3 separate regions of the Sus scrofa genome follow, and regions 1 and 3 are each linked to region 2. The links are chromatin contacts, called in public Hi-C maps. All regions are on one chromosome and are shown on one strand. The core of a region is the stretch at or near the end of the contact, and the rest is flanking DNA. Distances in the headings are between cores, read along the strand shown. Region 1 holds the start of DGCR2 (integral membrane protein DGCR2/IDD). Region 2 holds the start of C14H22orf39 (UPF0545 protein C22orf39 homolog). Region 3 holds the start of SLC25A1 (solute carrier family 25 member 1).

Region 1 (4,752 bases), core at 868-3,367, 180 kb after region 2:
GTCTCCCAGGTGACTTAAGCGGGTGAAGTCATAAAGGAGGAGTGCCCTGGGGAATGAGGCTCTGGTCTGAGCCACTTAGACTTGGAACCCTAGGAGGCCGGCCAGTGGGCTGCAGCAGACCGAAGGCCAGCAGAGCGTGACCTCATGCTCTGCTGGGACCCAAGGTAGGAGGGGACTCAGAGGAGCGCATAGTTCTGCCTAAGCCTCCAAAGTGGAGCCAGGGCTACTGATGGATCGGTGGGCTGATTTCTGCAAGCTGAGGCATCCCTGGAAATGCAGGGCATGTACATGGTCCCATCAGTCTGAGGCTCAGTAGGAAATGGGAGTCGCTCTCAAGTTAGGGATCTCTGAGGTGGGCTACAGATATGGAGCAGAGGGTAGGGAACCCTGTTGTAGTAGCAGAACTGGAAGAAGGGCAGATGGTCACTAGGACCTGGGAGGAAGAGGGCAGAGAGGGCCACCTTGAGAGAAGCAGTGATCTCAGGTGGAGGCTTCAGGAGCCCATGGGGAAGGGGCTGGGGAGATGTCCCTGACCTAGAAGCCTTTGATAGTGTCCATGCAGGCAGTCTGCTGGGCACACAGCAGACCAAGAAGGCGGGTGGGGTGGTCAGGAGGGGCAAGGACTCCTGGCCCAGTGGTCACTGCAGCTTAGGAAGCTGGTGCTCTGCCCTCCCCCTGCATGGTTTAGGTGGACTTTTCACTTCCCTGTATGGCTCTCATCCAAAACTTTGCTGGTCTCTGACAGTGGCTCTGCAGGGGTTGGAGGTGACAGCTGGTAGGGCTTTCTACTCTTGACTGTGACTTCCCTTCTGGTGGTCTTCCCAGCTGTAGCCCTGGCTGGGCTCCCAGGGCAGGTGTGGGGCTGGGGGCAGAAGGCTGGGCCTGGATCCAGTACAGCAGCTGCTGGGGGAATGCTCCCTGAGGACATGCCTACAGGACAGTGTTAGGCAGGGACTGCCATTTCTACCAGTAGTGGGGCCTCTCTGCTGTGGGCCCCCTTTGTCCAGCATCTTCTCTGGGCCATGCCCTGAGGAGACAGGAGCAGGCAGGTCTGGTCTGGTCTTGGGGTTGATGTTGGTCAAACGCATCTGCAGGGAGTGGGTACTTCTCTCAGATGATTCTAAGTGTCCCTGGCTGGAATCCCGGGACATTCAGGATGAGCATGCCCTGAAAGGGCTCAGGGTAACTGCTCCTTGGAGTGAGCTGGGGGGTTGGAGGTGGGCCAGGTGGGTGCCTACCAACCTTGGCCCTATCTGGCCTTTGCTCCCATCCTCACCCTCTTCCCCAGCCCCGACACCCTGGGCCAGGCCTTGTGTGCGTGGCTGGTGGTCCTTCCTATCTCTGAGAACACCCCATCTGCTGTGTCCCCTCCCACGATGACAGGTGCATGGCCAGCACTTGGAGTATTGTCCCCACTGGCTTCCCTCCATGCACACAGGCCTGCTGTGGCAGCAGTTGTGCCAGCGTCCCTGCCTCCCCCCTTGTGTAGGCAGGGCCCTTCCTCCAGAGGCCGGCTTTGCTCACAGTCACTAGGATCTGGGCTTCCCTGTCACCTCTCCTTGGTGACCCTCCCTGAGGCTACTTCCTCCTCTGAAACATTTCAGTTGTGCGTGCGGGGGAAGCCACACACATGCATGTTCCCTACACGGTGGAACCGCCTTCAGAACCTCTTCATAGATAGTCCAGATTCCACTCCACAGCGGTTCCGCTTTAAAAAGACCACTTTGGGGTGCACTCTGTGACCGCTGACGAGACCTGGGCCATCTGGTGCCAGAGGTGTGAAGACCCTCGGTGTCCCACTAGCTCCCCCTGCGCACTGCCCCACTCCCTTCAGGCCACGCCCCCGGGCCGCGCCGGCCCATGAACGTCCCGCCCTTTCCGTGTCGGTCATCTAGGCCCCACCACCCCTGTCCCCCGTCCTAGGATCCGGGCCCTTTGGAGGCCGCGCCGCTGAGGCTCCGCCCCAAACACAACCTCTCTGCTCAGCCAATGGTACCCTTGACACTTCGTAACCCCGGCCGCCCTCGGGCCACGCCCCTTTCGGACACTGCGCTTGGGAGGGCACGGGCCACGCCCTTCTCGGAGCTCATTGGCCAGCGCCGCGTCGCGGGCGGGGGCGGGGCGGCGCGGACCGAGCAGGACAGCCGCCATCTTGCGCGGAGCTGGAGTCGGAGCCCGAGGCTGTGGCCGAGAGCGCGCGTCCCTCCGCCCCTCCCGGAGCTTTTTCCCGCCGCGTCCTCGTCCGGCCCGGCCCGGCCCGGCCTCCCCGTGGGGTCGCGCGGCCGCCCCGGGGACGATGAACGGAGGATAAATGGTGCCCAAGGCAGACAGCGGCGCCTTCCTGCTGCTTTTCCTTCTGGTGCTCACGGTCACCGAACCGCTGCGGCCAGGTGAGCGGCGGTGGGGGCGGGGCTGAACCCCGCGGGGCCGGCGCCGGGACCTTGGGGAGCCTGTGGACCCGCGTCCGCGCTTGACCGGAGCGAGAGCAGTGGGGGTCTGGCCGGGGGTCGCGGGGGCGGCTCGGGGCATCTGGTCTGCACGGTCGCTCGGCCTGTGAGCCCCCGAGCTGGGCCCTGGGAGTGCTCCTGGTCTGTGGTCCCCAGAGGCTTTCGGAGGGCCCCGGGAGCGTGTGTTTTCTGAGGAAGCCTGTGGTGGGGAGTCGGGGTTGCCGCAGCCGGAAGATCCCGGACAAGTCTACCTGTGTCTGACGGACCATCTCCTTCAACGAGAAAATCAATTCCCCAAAGACAGGGCCGATTTATCCGTCAGGAACAAGAGACCGGGTGCTTTAAGTGGCCTGCCAAAGTGTTTTCTTTGAAAATCAGTAGGAAGAAGCCCTGAACTTTTAGATAAAAGTAAATGTAATATGTACATATAAATTCATTCAACTTTGTACCAATGCAGTTGAAAAGCATGATTCTTGGTGCTCCCGCTGTGGCGCAACGGTATCGACGGCGTCTTGGGAGCCTTTGGGACACGGGCTCTATCCCCGGCCCTGCACAGTGGGTAGATCCAGCGTAGCTGAAGCTGCGGCTTGGGTCGTACTGTGGCTCCTATCTGATCCCTGGTCCAGAAGTTCCATATGCCGTGGAGCGGCCAAAAATGACAGACAAGAAGAGAGAAAGAAAAAAAAAGGGAGTTCACGTTGTGGCGCAGTGGTTAACGAATCCGACTAGGAACCATGAGGTTGAGGGTTCAATCCCTGCCCTTGCTCAGTGGGTTAAAGATCCGGCGTTGCCGTGAGCTGTGGTGTGGGTGGCAGACGCAGCTTGCATCCCGAGTTGCTGTGGCTCTGGCGTAGGCCAGTGGCTACAGCTCCGATTCAACCCCTAGCCTGGGAACCTCCATATGCCATAGGAGTGGCTCAAGAAAAGACAAAAAAAAAAAGGCTTTTTCTTAATGGAGGAGGGGGTCCATGCAGTGCCAAGGGCTGTCTTGTGTGAGTGCCATAGGACCCAGGTGTGTCCTCGCAGGCAGGGAGCACAGCATTGTGCAGGTCCCCACCAGGGTCGAATTCTGGGCACACTGTACTGCTCAATGTCTCTGCCCACACTCAACCTGGAGTCTCCAGTTATGTCTCTGGGCCCCCAGAGCAGATCTGGTTGTTCACGGTCAGGGATGTTCTCTGGGTAGGGGGACTGGTTGTGGGAAAGGAAGAGGCTTCCTGTGGAGGGGTACTGTCTAGGTTCTTGGGAACCAGAACCACTAGATTTGTGGAGTTTCGTGGTTAAGTTCTTTTGGAAACACAGGTACACCTGCAGAGAGGTGATAGTCGTCCCGTTTGACCCTGGGTCCTGATTTCTCACGTTATGTCACTGGACTCTGAGATGTGAAGCCACACGTCATACTTGACGTCCTTGGGGAGTCTCTGGTTCCAGGTCCAGCATCTCCTGCCTGGGCGATGGATATGACCGATGTCCCCAGCTCCTTTTCCTTTGCCATCTGTCTGCATATGCTGTCAACTGGCTAACAGCAATTCAGAAAGTGTCTTGGCATGCCCGTCACTAGGGATGCTCAAATGAAGAGAAATACTGTCCCTGTGGGGATTCCCTTCAGGTGTGGAAGCAGAGACTAGGTGTAAATCCATCCCAAGGTGGTGAGGCAGCGCCAGAGGTGGCCAGCTCTTCGCCCCTGCTTTGCAGGGACGGGTTTCTAGAGACCTCACAATCAGGTCTGAGTTGGGGCAGGAAACAAACAACTTATCCTTTTCGCTCTATGATTCTCCAGATTAGAACTTTGCAGCAGCCCCAGGTGGCTTCTTGAGTTGCACTGCATCTCCCTGATTTTGGTTGGCAGGTGTTTCCCTTGTGTGCCTGTTTGTGCTTTGTCCTTCCAGCCAGCCTGGGATCTGCTGTCTGGTGCCTGGGAAGGGGCTTTTCTGGTCTTAGTTTCTATGCTTTTTCTCTGAATCCTGGCTGAGGCCCACCTTGGGTGCGAGGAGGGTCCCAGGTGAAACTGCTTTCCAGGAGGATTTTTGCCAAGTGGAGCACTTTAGGACGAGGCCTCAGCCACTCTCAGCTGCTTTCTGATGCGGGCTTGGGTGACAGGAAAGCTTGATTCTTTTTAATGCATGTTTGGTCTTGGTGTGTTGAGGCTGCCTTTTGAGGTAGATACTGTTGTTAGCTGTCTTACAGATGGGAAGTGAACTAGAAGCTCATGACAGGCTGTGGTGAAATTTCAGTGCTGGGGGAGTCTGGCCTGCCTACCATCATGTGCCCTTGGCTGGAGCTCTCTTCACTGCCTTGGTGTGTC
Region 2 (4,488 bases), core at 1,950-4,449:
TGAGTGGGTGGAATCATCAGAATGCCAACTACACTGTGTGCGTGAGGGAAGCCAGGCCTAGGTGTGGACAGCAGGACAAATGGAGGGCCCTCTGGAAAGGAAGGCTGTGTAGCTCAGTGTGACTTGCCGCCACATGAACCTTGTACTGGCACCACAGAAACACTAGCTGCATTAGTAGGGGGGCTAGTGCAGGGGGGTGTGTTGGGGGCCTTGGAATCCTCTTCCACAGATGGGGCCTCCACCTGGCTAGTAGCCCAGCTTGTGGAAAGATGCCTGCTGTTGTCGAGGGTTCAGCATCTTTCTGCTGGTGGGAGAATAGCTGGGTAGAGGGTTTCCAAGGGCTGTTGAGTCACAATTTTCAAAAGCCTTAAAAATCTGTGCATCCCTCTACTGCAGAATTCCACTTCTAGGAAAATCAAAGTCGTGTGCAGATACATCAATCTGCTCACCTGCCAGTGTGAACACTGCAGTCTGGAACAGTAGCTGATGGGAGAACTGCCTCTCCCAGGGGATGGGATTCTCTGCATCTCTAGCGAGTGCTAGATGAGAAAAGCAGTGTCTTGACACTTGGGAATGAAGTATGAAGTTTATAGTTTATAGACATGTGTATGAGACAGTGGCTGCATGTGTTATTTGGGGGGTATATTTTGTAATGCTTGCGTTGAAATGTGGTGCCTGTGCAAAAGGATGTGTACACGTTCAGCCTGAGACGAAAGGCTGTGGTAGATGCAGGCTTGTGATTCCATGGCTTTGTTTTCAATTCAGTAGATTATAATTTGTATTTCTATTTCAAAGACATTTCTTATAAATAATAGGGGGTTAAGGAAAATGGGCAAATGGTACATGAGTCAACAGATAAACCTTTTTTTTTTTTTTAATTCCAAGGAGTTTCTGAAAATAGTATTTTCTCTTCACACTTAGGATGAAGCTGGAGGCAGATTCGTCGCCTTCTCTGGAGAAGGGCAGTCATTGCGTAAAAAGGGAAGAAAGCCATAGGTTAGGACTGTTGGCTGATTGGAAAATAAAGTAATTGCAACATGATGGCTTTTAGTTACTGGCTCTGATGGGGATGCTCTGTCACCTTAGGTTTGTTTAGAATTACCTAAGAATTCTCAGGTCTGACTGGAAGTGGAACAGCAGGCCGTGGAGTTGTGCACCTGATTGGGGGAAGGAGCAGCCATCTCGGGTCACCACTCCCTGCTTTCAGCCCTCAAGGCTCGCTCACTGCCTCAGCTGCAGCAGAGTCCCCCAATTCCTGTTCAAAACCTGTGAAGGGATTGAACTGCTCCAAGCTGTGGTGTTTTTTCTTCATTTGACCTTTCTTTTTCCAGGTCATAGTTGTCATAGTTGCCTTTGGCCTGGAAAAAAAGTGGTTTAAACAGATAAGTGCTCTCTATAAATAGTGGCTCTCCCATTACTCTGGCTGCAATTTAAGTATTTGAGGAAGGGTGTTTCTATTTTGATTTTACAATGTTGGTTTGTTTGTTTTTTTCATCACTAAAAGACATTACTCGGAAAAGCTGATCTGAAAGCATTTCCACTTTTATTTTGATTTCATTTGGAAATAACTGCCTTCTTAATCAGTCTCTTCTGCTGTAAAACAACATGGTGAAGCACATATATGAGTATTAGAATAAATGAAAGCTAAAGAAGTGTTCTTTCTCCTTCCCTACCCACCACTCCCAGTTTTAATGTATTAAATCATTAAAGTTTCTGTTGGCCTGTCTTTATTTACTAGTATTAATTTAGTCTCACTTTCTATAATATGAGCTCTTTTGACATGTTAATCCAATTATTTTAATCTTTTGTTCCTTAAAACTAATTCTGAATCAAGAATTTCAAATAAAAACAGGCAATGATTAAAATCTGAATTGCCTCTAAATGTTTGATGAGGTACCAACATGAGTTGACAGTTGGGCCACTGACCCAGCTGGAGGGAGGCCTGCTTGCAGGTGCCGATCCAATCCTGTGCTTAGAAAAGAACTCTTCTGGGGGCTCCCTAAGAATATAGGGAGAAATGAGGTTCTCTGACCCCTGGGTGGGGATGGTCAGGCCCAGCAGGGTATTCCCTTGTTCCTACTTGTCTGAATGGAGCTCCCCTGCAGGACGATGGACCAGGGTTTACCCACATGTCCTAAGAATGAGCAAAGGTCATCATGGTGACCAGGGCTGGGCCCTCTGGTCCATACCACTGGCAATGAATGTGACCTACCTGACTGTCCACTTAAGGGGTCCTGGGGTCACTGGCAGAAGTCAAAGCCCTCCTTAGCGGGTAGACAGCCACAGTTTGCTGGATCACATCTGCTAACAGGTCATTTTATGCATAATGATTGTTAATGGAGCATGATTGTCCTGGGTTTTTGTCTTCTCTGAGCAACATCCACTGTGTAGACAAGGAAAGCCCTCCTGGTCCTTTCCTGGAGGCACACTCCCTGCTTGGGCCACAGGTGGACCCCATTGGTAGGTCTTCTGGTGACACAGTGGGGTGTTGTCTGTGGGCATGGTCGTCACTGCCGTACCCCGGCCTGCAGCTGGCCATAAACGATGTCTTCTCCGAGCTTGCTCTGTGAGCCAGCTTTCCCACCTGACCCAGTGTCACTCCCCAGGGAGCCAGGCATCCACCTTGCAAGGGGCCCCAGGGCCTGTACAAGGTTGGCAGGAGATGGAGAACCACCATCTGCAGCGGTGTCGCAGGCCCACCAGACTACTCCCCTTCGCTGTCATTGTCTCCTGGGCATCTGTGAACAAAGGTCCTGTCTCCCCAGACTCAGTGAGCATCGCCCCTAACACGACATCCGGACACCCACCCGCAGGGCTTGCTTTCCCCTCCGTGGCCTCATAGCCCGGCACATCCTGGACACTGGCGAGATTGCTGCAGCCAGAGACCTGGCCACGAGGCGCTGATGCCGGTTTGTGCTTACGAAATGTACAGGTCTTTTATGAAAATAAAGTTTCTGTTAAGAACCCGTCTGAACCGCGTGGTTCCGTCAGAAACGGCCTCTGTAGCCCAGCGCTTGCGGGCCAGAGCTGACGGCCGCTGTCACCACCTCAACGCAGCTCTGCGACCCGGGCGGCGCGCTCCGCTTACACCGGCCCTGCAGGCCCCGCCCCGGCCTCTAGGTCCCACTCCCCGCCCGCCCTCGGCTGTTATTGGCTGCTAACCCGGACGTCCTGTTCACCCGGCAAGCGGTGAGATCTCGGGGCTCATTGGTTCCTCCACCGTCAGTCACACGGCCCGCGGGCTCAGGAGGCGGGCTCAGCAGGCTCCTGGACATGGCGGAAGGCGGAGGCTGGCAGGTGATCGGTGGAGGTGCCGCGTCGGGCGGTGACTGGGTTCGGGAGGGGCGGACCGGCGGACGGTGACCGGGTTCGGGCCGCGCGGGGCGGGCACTGCGTCCCCGCTCACTCTCGGGTCCCCGCAGCCACCACGCCCGTGTGAGGCCTACCGAGCGGAGTGGGAGCTGTGCCGCAGCGCCGGGCACTTCCTGCACCATTACTACGTCCACGGGGAGAGGCCGGCCTGCGGGCAGTGGGGACGCGACCTGGCCAGCTGCCGCGAGTGGGAGGAGCGCCGCAGCGCCGAGGCCCAGGTGAGGCCCAGGTGATCTGCCTCGCCTGCAGAGAGTGGTTCTGCCGAACTCTGGAAGACGAGGACCAAGCCCAGCGGCGTCACCCAGCCGGGGGCACAAGAAGGCCTGACGCTGCAGGGAACAGGGGCCGGGCCGCAGGGGCTGCGGTGAGGATAGACCTGGCAGACTTTAAAAGAGGGGCTAGATCCTAGCCTCCACGCATGCTGGGACGCCTGCTTTGATTTACATCTTTAAAAGATCAGTGTGGCTGCCAGGGTGAGAGAATATAATGGTGGAGGCGTGGGAGACCAGTCAGGAGAGAGTTCTTGTCCATTCATTCAGCAGACACTGAACACTTTGGAAGGTCACAGCCCCTGTCCTGGCTCCTACATCCCAGTCTAGGATACAGGGGTGCCTTGGAGCCGGAGGGTGGGGGTAGGGGATGGAGTGAAGCTGTGAGTGGGCAGTGCTCATGGGGAGTTGGGGGTTTTCGGGGGAGGGAGCCAGCAGGACTAGTGTGTGTAAAAGAAAATGATGCCAAGTCTTGATAAGTGGAAAGTGGGAAAGATAGTTGTAGTTTCTATGGGAAGAATGCTGTATAATATTTTAAAGGTAGCTGTCATGTATCACTAAGAAAAATGGAAATGATTTTAGAGTAGAAAAGCAGGCAAGGAGCACAAAGAAATTCATTCTAAAAGGAAACCAAATGGTCTGGTATAGGATTGAAATGACAGTAAGTGGTTTCTGCCCAGTGGAATGTCCACAGGGGTTTGCAGAGTCAGGCACTTGGGCAGTGCTGATGGAATGTCAGGAGTTCTGATTATCTAAATGTCAAACACATACCTTTTAACCCCACAATTTTAACTCTGAAAGTTTATCCTAAGGAAGTAATTGGGTAACAAATTACAGGTTCAAAATG
Region 3 (4,494 bases), core at 294-2,793, 130 kb after region 2:
ACAATGTGTCCAACCTGCCACTCATGGCGTCACCTCACTGTTCCCTCCCCCACCATGTATCTTCACTGGCCTGTGGGTACTGCATGGGCAACCCCAGGGAAGCCTGGAGGAAGGGCAGGGGGCAGCTCATCTCCAGATGGCTGTCATGTGGGGTGGGGGGCAGGTGTCAGGTGACTGGTCTCCTTAGGAGGGGTGGGCAGCCCAGACTGGCTGAATGCAAGGAGCACTGAGGTGTCTTGGTGGTGTCCTTGTGTCCAGAGGATTCGGCTGCACTGGTGGCCTGTAGTCTGGCCACTGCTCCAGTGCACCTGGCAGTCAAGTACCCGCTGGAAGGCACTGGTCTGGAATAGCAATGGAATTCACCAGGGAGCCCCACTCCATCTCTGCCTGGTTCACTGTGGGTGACCTGTGCCAGCCTCAATAGTAACTCTGCTAGAGGCTGTGTGCTTGCAGGCTGTAGCTGGGTTCACACCTCCCACTACCTGTGTCCTCCTCTGTGGCATGATTCAGCGGGTCAGCCCTCTCCAAAGGCCCCACAACTCCCACTGCCCTTGCCTCCAGGCACCTTCTCTCTGGTGCCTGCCTCAGCCTCTGTGCACTCAGGACTGGTCTGACACCCTGCTCCTGGGGCCCCTGGCCACTCGGGGGCAGCAGGAGTCCTGCTCTCCCTCCGTAGGCCAAAGGCTGACAGCAGGCACTGCTGCAGGCCGGGACCTGCTGGCATACCCTGTGGGTATGCTGCCACCTCTCATGAGCGGCTTTGGAGGGTAGGGCACTGGGTGCAGTACCCTCTACAGGGTCCCCATCCTCCCCAAGGAGGGTGTCATCTCAGAAGCACAGAGAATCCAATGAGAGCAGGACGCCTGGATGTTATTTATCTTGCTGGGGCCCAGTGATGGCAGCCTTTGAGCCACAGCAGCCTGGGGCCGCCCGCGGTGACCCCTAACTGCCCGAGAAAACCGGCTGAGGCCGCCACGCAGGAGGCGGACTCTGACCTCCGGGCCCTGTGGCTGGAGCCTTCATTTCTGGCAAGGACTCCCGGGCGCATTAGGAGTGGGGGTGCCCTGCCACTCTGCGCTGACGGAGCTGCCTCTGCGGGTCACTTCGAGGACTGGCTGGACAACGTGTAACCTGCATTTTAAAGTCGGTTTACCAAGGCAGAGCTCCCCTGCTGGTGCTGGTGTGGGCCTAGAGGGGACAGAAGAGCAGGGAAAGCTCCTCCGGGTAGGGCACCCCGGGTGAGCAGGGCGCGTCGGGGGTCTTCTCCCCATCGTGTGCGCCGCTGGGAGCCCGGGAGTCCGTGAGCACGGATCCAGCGGCGCTGCGACCGCGCGGCGAATGGGGTGAGGGGTGGCCCGGAGGAGTGGCACCACCCTCCTGGAGGGGAGGGGGAGTCCCCACAAGTACCGGGGGAGGGGCTGTGGGGAGGAGAGGGCGGTGCCTGGTCGGTCCCCACGCGGCCATTGGCTGGGCCACCGGGCCTGCCCGGCCTCAGTTTCCCGCGGGCTCGGGGCGGGTCGGGGGCGGGGCCCGGCTCGGACCACGCGGGGCGGAGCTTGGGAGCGACGCGGTCGCCCAGCCCCGACCCATAACCGGCGCCGCCGCCGCGGTTGCGACCGAGCACGGCAGCTCGGACCCGAGGCCGCCGCCGGGCCCCCTGCCCCGTCCGCCATGGCCGACCCCCGCGCTCTTGCGGCCGCCGCGCCCGCGCCCGGGAAAGCCAAGCTCACACACCCGGGGAAGGCGATCCTGGCAGGTGGGGGCACGCGCACGCAGACCCCCGACCCCCACCCCGACCCCGCCGCGCTTCCGGGTGGCCCCGGACACGGGTTTTGCCGTGCTTCCGGGGGGGGTCCGGCCCCCGGCGCGTGTCCCCGGTGCACCCGGCCAGGACCGCGGTAGGGGCGTGGGCCCTGCTCCCCGGCGGCGGGCAAAGTCCGGGCGGGGCAGGGTGCGCCGGTGGGGAGGGGGAGGGGTCTCAGCTTGGTCCCCGTGCGTCCCTGCAGGCGGCCTGGCGGGCGGCATCGAAATCTGCATCACCTTCCCCACCGAGTACGTGAAGACGCAGCTGCAGCTGGACGAGCGCTCGCACCCGCCGCGCTACCGGGGCATCGGTGAGTCGGGGAGGCCGGCGGGGGCGGGCAGGCCGGCGGCCGGCAGGCGGGGTCGCTGACCGCCCCCTCCCCCAGGGGACTGCGTGCGGCAGACAGTCCGCAGCCATGGCGTCCTGGGCCTGTACCGCGGCCTCAGCTCCCTGCTCTACGGCTCCATCCCCAAGGCGGCTGTCAGGTGAGGCGGACTTGGCGACCCGGGGGCCACAGGAGGGAGCCCCGGCTCCGGGGTGGCCCATCTCATGCCTTTGCCTCTCGCTCTAGGTTCGGGACGTTCGAGTTTCTCAGCAACCACATGCGGGACGCCCAGGGACGGCTGGACAGCACGCGCGGGCTACTGTGCGGCCTGGGAGCCGGTGTGGCCGAGGCCGTGGTGGTTGTGTGCCCCATGGAGACTATCAAGGTGGGCAGGCCTGGGAAGTGACAGGCGTTCAGAGCGTGCTGGGGTGGCGGGGGTGGTGGTCTTGTGCCACGAGGAGACCATGAAGGTGGGTAGGTCCCGCAGGAGTTGGGCAAGGGGTTCTGCCTGCAGAGCCTGCGCAACGAAGCCCATAGGAATAGCTTCCTGTGGCCTGGACTTGATTCTAGAGGCAATGGTATAATGAGGTTTTAAAAACTTATAAAACAGAAGGTAACACGTGTTTGCTGCTTGAGTTGTAGGAAATACCAGCAAAAACGTTGGTAAGGTTGCCTCTTGCTCCAGGGACCAGCCAGGTGTCACAATGGCCAGGCATGCCCTTATGGTCCTGCCTTAGGAGCCAGCGCTTTTGCTGTCTTTTTTCTCAGGTGAAGTTCATCCATGACCAGACCTCTTCCAACCCCAAATACAGAGGATTCTTCCACGGGGTCAGAGAAATTGTGCGGGAACAAGGTGAGCCTCTGGGCTTTCCTCCTCAGGTGGGGTCAGGGACCTGGGCCAGGCTGGAAAGGGCCCACACTTCCGCTTCCTGCCTGGGCACTCCTGGGGCTGGGGCCAGAAAGCGTCAGTGTGACCCTGGTGCTTGCCCACCCCAGGGCTGAAGGGGACGTACCAGGGCCTCACAGCCACTGTGCTGAAGCAGGGATCCAACCAGGCCATCCGCTTCTTCGTTATGACCGCCTTGCGCAACTGGTACCGAGGTGCGTCTGTACCCCCGAACCCCACCTCCAGGCCTCGTACTCTCCCCTTACTCTCCTGTCCCCTTCTCACCACAACCCTCTCCCCTATCCAGGGGACAACCCCAACAAGCCCATGAACCCGCTGATCACTGGTGTGTTTGGAGCAATTGCGGGAGCAGCTAGTGTCTTCGGGAACACTCCTCTGGATGTGATCAAGACCCGGATGCAGGTGTGGGCATGGCCCGGAAGGGGGCGGGGCCAGGAAAGGGGCTGGTTGCTGAGCCTAATTGTTTCTGGTGTCTTGCAGGGCCTGGAGGCACATAAATACCGCAATACCTGGGACTGCGGCCTGCAGATCCTGAGGAATGAGGGGCTCAAGGCGTGAGTGGGGGATGGGAGGGGCTCAAGGCGTGAGTGGGGGATGGGAGGGGCTGCCCATCTTTGCCCCAGGCCCTCTCTGCCTTCTGCCAGGGCCTCAGCCCACCCTACCCTAGGCCTATCCCTTAGTGAGTCCCACCATAGGCCTCTGCTCTTGCTCCTCCTACCTAGGGACCACCCCCACTTTGCAGAGACACTGTCTTCATCAGCCTTTTCATTTCCTACTTCTCCAGATTCTACAAGGGCACCATCCCCCGCCTGGGTCGGGTCTGCCTGGATGTGGCCATTGTGTTCATCATTTATGATGAGGTGGTGAAGCTGCTCAACAAAGTGTGGAAGACAGACTGAGCCGTGGGGGCTGCCCCCAGCGCCCCCTTATCACAATTCCAATGCAGTCGTGCCAAAAGGCCCCTCCCCATCCCTTGCACTCCGTGGCCCAGGGCTGACCCCTGTGGTCGTCAGTTCCACATGTCCCGTAGTGCCATGTGTCTCATGTGGTCTGTAAGATACTACGATGTGTCCAGCTGAGACCGGGTGTCCCTCTGGCCTGTTAATCTGTGCCCACTTGTCCACGTGCTTACTCGTATGCCTGTTTCATGTTTCCTGTCCTGTGACCCTGTGCCCCACTTCCTGGGGTGCCTGTGTGGCCTGGTCCCAGCCCGGTGCCTTCCACCCACCCTGGCCTACCACAGCTGCCTCCGGGCTTCAGCCTGGCCTCACTGCATTCCAGGGGCTCCATGCCCCCCGCTTCTCCCGCCACTGGCCTTAACTGGCCCTCGGGCCCTCTTTCCGCCCGGGACAGGGTGGCCCCTGCCTCTCTCAGGACCACCCTTCCAAGGCAGAATAAACCGGATCCTGTTGCAGCCTCCTGTCCCTGCGTGGGCCCGTCTGTCGGGGGTAGGCCCAC

The links. A called contact is a pair of places that touch in the nucleus more often than the background predicts.
Region 1: a Hi-C map of skeletal muscle shows a contact between it and region 2, with 6 times the contacts expected there. The contact joins the promoter of DGCR2 here to the promoter of C14H22orf39 in region 2. A contact is called at or near these places in 2 of 47 Hi-C or Micro-C datasets (liver and skeletal muscle).
Region 3: a contact with region 2 is called in a Hi-C map of liver, with 7 times the contacts expected there. The contact joins the promoter of SLC25A1 here to the promoter of C14H22orf39 in region 2. A contact is called at or near these places in 1 of 5 promoter capture datasets (liver), 2 of 47 Hi-C or Micro-C datasets (epiblast stem cells and liver) and 2 of 2 datasets of contacts at active chromatin or transcription factors (alveolar macrophages and skeletal muscle).

What each region holds. Positions count from the first base shown.
Region 1 is chr14:50,932,968-50,937,719 of Sscrofa11.1, reverse strand. DGCR2 (integral membrane protein DGCR2/IDD) reads left to right here and starts at 2,117. Exons shown (of 10, transcript XM_001929599.7): 1 at 2,117-2,390. The coding sequence starts at 2,312.
Region 2 is chr14:51,111,096-51,115,583 of Sscrofa11.1, reverse strand. C14H22orf39 (UPF0545 protein C22orf39 homolog) reads left to right here and starts at 3,199. Exons shown (of 3, transcript XM_001929616.6): 1 at 3,199-3,297; 2 at 3,423-3,590. The coding sequence starts at 3,274. UFD1 (ubiquitin fusion degradation protein 1 homolog) reads left to right here. Exons shown (of 12, transcript XM_001929622.7): 12 at 922-1,726. The coding sequence ends at 996.
Region 3 is chr14:50,974,575-50,979,068 of Sscrofa11.1, reverse strand. SLC25A1 (solute carrier family 25 member 1) reads left to right here and starts at 1,543. Exons shown (of 9, transcript NM_001190189.1): 1 at 1,543-1,756; 2 at 2,007-2,114; 3 at 2,190-2,289; 4 at 2,376-2,514; 5 at 2,898-2,982; 6 at 3,126-3,230; 7 at 3,323-3,438; 8 at 3,517-3,590; 9 at 3,821-4,450. The coding sequence starts at 1,672. The coding sequence ends at 3,935.